Regions from separate parts of the Mus musculus genome. Here region 2 is linked to region 1. The links are chromatin contacts, called in public HiChIP or PLAC-seq maps. All regions are on one chromosome and are shown on one strand. Each heading gives the region's core, a stretch centred on a gene start, on an enhancer-like site or on the middle of the called end of the contact. The rest is flanking DNA. Distances are from core to core; before and after follow the strand shown.

The links. HiChIP or PLAC-seq counts read pairs in DNA pulled down with a chosen protein or histone mark.
Region 2: a RAD21 HiChIP or PLAC-seq map of pro-B cells shows a contact between it and region 1, with 3 times the contacts expected there. The contact joins two enhancer-like sites. A contact is called at or near these places in 2 of 15 datasets of contacts at CTCF or cohesin (large pre-B cells and pro-B cells), 1 of 484 Hi-C or Micro-C datasets (cortical neurons) and 1 of 115 datasets of contacts at active chromatin or transcription factors (large pre-B cells).

What each region holds. Positions count from the first base shown.
Region 1 is chr6:67,874,581-67,877,190 of GRCm38.p6, reverse strand. It overlaps Igk and the pseudogene Igkv14-126-1. Among named protein-coding and RNA genes, the nearest start is that of Gm24911, 71 kb to the right of the region's middle. Within about 2 kb of position 1,305, at least 6 of the 459 cell types and tissues checked have an H3K27ac peak or open chromatin away from gene starts, as enhancers often do. A contact at or near this core is called in pro-B cells, where this site is marked.
Region 2 is chr6:68,199,288-68,201,897 of GRCm38.p6, reverse strand. It overlaps Igk. Among named protein-coding and RNA genes, the nearest start is that of Gm25833, 330 kb to the left of the region's middle. Within about 2 kb of position 1,292, at least 3 of the 459 cell types and tissues checked have an H3K27ac peak or open chromatin away from gene starts, as enhancers often do. A contact at or near this core is called in pro-B cells, where this site is marked.

The DNA.
Region 1 (2,610 bases), core at 56-2,555:
AAATATTATCATTATATAAAAATACCAAACATCAAACGAATGGGGACACAGGAAAAATTACACAAAACAATCAGAAAATACTAACAGGAAAATAATAGGATGGTTACTGTGTATGCAGTTGGAATAAAACACGCAGTCAATATTGTTTTAAAAGGATAGATAAAAGGGAACCATTCCATTTTTCTGTCAGAAAAGAAACATTTCTTGAGAAGTAAAGACATACTTTTAATGAGTCATACTTTACAAAACAAAGGGAAAATAGAATCTGCAGTATTTATATGAACAAAATGAAATCTATTTAAAAGCATAAAATGTGACAAATGGTGAAATTTTTTATTAAAGGAGGCAGTTTTAATAAAGAATGGGCCTTAGTTTCCTGTCATCTTTACTAGATGCTGAATAACAAAGGCAGACAAGGCTGGTAGGATCAGAATGGGTTTTTACTCACCTTCATGCTCATCCATTGCTGGCTGTTAAGAGGACACCTGTTCACTAGTCTCCTAAGGCAGATGCAATATCATTGGTATTGCAGTTGATGAGGTTAAAAATAAATGCATGGCACTTAAACTGTAGACAATGATCTCATGTTCCAGAGCCCTCAGCTACAGCTAATAATCTGAAGGTCTCAGTACCTCTCCCTCTCACAAAGAACTAACATATTTGACACCTGGATTATAAAAGAAAGATTTTTTTTTAAGTTCTGGACCACTCTGGGAGGAACAAAAATATGTTACATGTGGTAATACACTTGTAAATTCCCATGCTGCATTCTCCTGATCTTGAATGTGAAATCTTACCTGATCCACTGCCACTGAACCTTGATTGGACTCCATCTTCCCAGTTAGTTGTCCCATACATCAAGGGCTAAGGAGATTTCCCTGGTTTCTGCTGGTACCAGCTTAAATAACTGCTAATGTCCTGACTTTCCTGGCCATTGAGACTGGTTGTCTCTCCCAGAGAGGCAGACATGGGAGATGGAGTCATCTGGACCTCACATCTAGCTCCTAGAAGAGGAGACATAATGAATATCCATATAGGTAAGCATGGTAAAAGAATACATTCCCCAAACATCAGTCAATACTAATCACAGTATAACAATGAAATCCCAATTTTAGTTTATTTTACCTGGAAACCAGAGCAACAGGATCCCATGAAACTGAGCAGAGGCCCTCATGTCCATGCTGAGTCCTGACTGCAGTGACAATGGCACAGAGTATGATGGTATATGAAGAAGTCCCCAAAGCTATGCATTGAGAACATGCAAATCATTGGGAAACAGATATAGTTGGGAACAGGTGCAGGACTTACTCATCTCAGCAGTTAGCACAAGTCCAGAGTCCCCAGACGCCTGAGGTCAAACCACTGTATGTCTCCAGAGAATGAATTTCTTTTAAAAGATTTAAAATTATACATGACATTTCTAATGTATGTACTCTCTAATTTGAACAACATACTTCAAAGATATACTGGGGTAATATAGAACAATATCCTTCTGTCAGGGAATACACAACAGATAAGAAACTATTAGATCTTTAACTCACTCAAATAATTCTGATTGGTTGAAAAATAGTATGTGTTCCCCTGTGAAGTATTTGGAGTAGGCATTTCTTGAAATTGAAAGGACAATTTATCATAACCACTTTCACTGAATTAAAACATGAGGTTTACAGCATTAACTTCGCTAACTACATTCAAAAAGAGGACCACAGCACATGGGAATATAACTCCTTGATCTGAGCAACCTGTGTCACTTGAAGTAATGACTCCATGTGAAGATGGAGGTGCTTTCATATATACTGACTAAATGGGTGCACCTTTTCCTCAGCTTCAGATCCTCCACAGGTTGGTTTTCTACTATTTACTACTCTTTCCCACAATTCCTCAGCATAAAGTGTTGACTAGTGAGGACAGACTTGAATACTGTCACAGAAAACACTGAGTCTTCATACACGGCTCTACTGTGTACTACAAATGATATTTTCACCTTTCATTCTTGAGCAGCGAATAGAGAAACTGTTCTTACTCAAGCAGCAATACCACTGTATGCTTGAAGCAACCTAAGGATTTCCTGAAGCTAGGGAATCCTTGGAATCTTTTAGAAACATATGTGTGAAAGGCCAGAGGTTGTGTCACAGAATTGCAGATGCCTAGGTATCATGACTCCAATGTATTGTTTCTGGTCCTGGATTGAAATAGAGTACAGTGGTAGAGGGTACATGAAGAAGAGAAGATTTTTTTTAAACATGAAAGAAATATACTATGACCCATAGTACTGCAGGCCAAGTGCTAAGGACAAAAACAAAACAAAATTAAAAAAAAAAAAAAAAGAAAAAAATTTTTTCTACACGGGCAATCTGTAGTTACTTCCATTCCTAACTAGCTGCAGTTTCTCATTCTCTTCCACTTCTTAATGTTTCCTAATGGTATATAAATGTACTTATGAATGAAATTTCAATATAGGCACTTAGGAAAACACTACAGATTCAACTCTAATACCACGTCTCTAGCCCCCAAATACTCATCTTCATTTTAAAATAAAAAAAAAAAAAGCAGAGTTAATTTTTGACTCTGGTAGTCCTTACAACTCCTGAATTTTTAAAAGTGAAGTCA
Region 2 (2,610 bases), core at 43-2,542, 320 kb before region 1:
GTTATAAATGGGAGTATCCTTGAGAAGCCGGTCTGCTCTCTCTGAAGATATTGAATTTTCTGGGTCGTCAGCTCTCAAAGTCTCTGTCAAATAAATGTGCTCAGGGCAGTTTAATAGTAGTGGGCAAATGCATGAAAACATTGTGGAGGCTTGGTAGATCAAGAGACTGGGTGCCTCTTTCTATTATTCTCATTGTTATAGTAGGTCTCAGGACTAAGCATGGCTACCTTGACTAGATAAATGTGTGATTGTACTACCCCCTGCTGGAGAGATGGGTAATGTTTCACAGATACTATATTGCAATGGGGATACATCAAGTAAAATAATTTAATTCATCATTATTATGAGCCAAAACGTCATTGGACAAATATATTATATCAAACAACCTAAGCTGAAAGGGTCTCAGAAAATTACATTCATATAAAGTGGGACAGGATCATCTAATATAAAGGTATTTAATAAAATACTGTTGAACATCTCTTGAACTTCATTATATGTGCTATATTACAATTTAATGTTGCTTTGAGGTGGAGATTGTTGCCACTACTCAGTGGCAAGGATGCATTTACAATTATAAATTGTAAATTGATTTCTATTGACCATACCAACTTTCAGAAAATAATAAAGAAAAATTCATTTGAACCAATTAAAATCATATCATAGGGAATTGACAACCGAGTATAAATGTTTACAAATAATTGTGTGTCCACAAAACACTAAATCTGAAAGGTTAAAATATTTTCCTATTTCATACTATGAGAAATAGGACTAGCTATGAGTAAAAGTGCAGCGCCAAGAAAAATCTCTATAAATCCTTGCAATTTCTATGTCTATTGGAAATGTCAGGTTTTTGTTTCTTGCCAAACTTCATTAAAAGGCAAAAATCAATGAACACTGGGAAAATATATCATTCAAATAAAAATTTAAGATTTAAGTCAATTAGCATAAAATAAAATGACTTTATGATTATTTATATTGTTATTAAGTCAGATTATGTCATACTAAACATACCCTTGAAGTATAGGACTTTGTCTGCTGTATTACTTTGAGTCATCCAAATATAAAGCTTGTTTTGAAAATAGCATAAAATTGTGTAAATATCCTATGAGATTAAGGACAATGTAAGGTGGAATAAAAAATGGATTTCATGTCCTTTTGGTCTATATGTTTCCAAACTAGAATTGCAGTTTAAACTGTTTCTGAATTATTCCAGCTGAGTGAGGTGAGGGGCCCTGTATGCTTGCACCTGAAACCGCATCTGCACATGACAATTTCAGTCAAAATGTACTGATCTTCCTGTCCCAGTACAATCATGTTTGAGTTTCATATATTACCGGAAACACTAATCTAAACATAGTAGTCAAGCATTAGTGAAATGCTAAAGTTAGCAGTCTTCTTCATAGTGTACTTGATACATACATGAGTGCACAGCTTGTTTTCTCTTCTTTCTTTCTTTCTTTCTTTCTTTCTTTCTTTCTTTCTTTCTTTCTTTCTTTCCTTCTTCTTCTTCTTCTTCTTCTTCTTCTTCTTCTTCTTCTTCTTCTTCTTCTTCCTCTTCTTCTTCTGTTGATTTTGTTTGTTTGTTTTGTTGTTGTAGTTGTTCCTTATACCTTCCCTCTGCCCTGCTGCCCTACCCACCCACTCTTGCTTCTTGGCCCTGACATTCCCCTGTATTGGGGCATGTAAAGTATGCAACACCAAGGGGCCTCTCTTCCCAGTGATGGCCGACTAGGTCATCTTCTGCTACATATGCAGCTAGAGATACAAGCTCTGGAGGTAATGGTTAGTTCATATTGTTGTTCCACCTATAGGGTTGCAGACCCCTTCATCTCCTTGTGTGCTTTCTCTAGCTTCTCCATTGGGGGCCCTGTGTTCCATCTTATAGATGACTGTGAGCATCCACTTCTGTATTTGCCAGGCACTGGCATAGCCTCATACAAGACAGCTATAACAGGGTCCCTTCAGCAAAATCTTTATGGCATTGTGCAATAGCATCTGAGTTTGGTGGCTGATTATAGGATGGATCTCCGGGTGGGCTAGTCTCTGGATAGTCCATCCTTTCATCTTACCTCCAAACTTTGTCTCTGTAACTCCTAACGTGGGTACTTTATTCCCTGTTTTAAGGAGGAATGATGTATCCACCCTTTGGTCTTCCCTCTTCTTGATTTTCTTGTGTTTTGTAAATTGTATCTTGAGAGTTCTGTTTTTGGACTTATATCGACTTATCAGTGAGTGCATATCTAATGACTTCTTTTGTGATTGGTTTACATCACTAAGGATGATATCCTCCAGGTACCTCCATTTGTCCAAGATATTCATAAATACAGTGTTTTTAATTGCTGAGTAGTACTCCATTGTGCAAATGTACCACAATTTCTGTATCCATTCCTCTGTTGAGGGACATCTGGGCTCTTTCCAGCTTCTGGCTATTATAAATAAGGCTGCTATGAACATAATGGAGCAGGTGTTCTTATTGCCAGTTGGAACTTCTTCAGGGTATATGCCTAGGAGTGGTATTGCTGGATCTTTCAGTAGTATTATGTCCAAATTTCTGAGGAACCTCCAGACTGACTCCTGAAAGCAATCTACAGATTCAATGCAATCCCCATC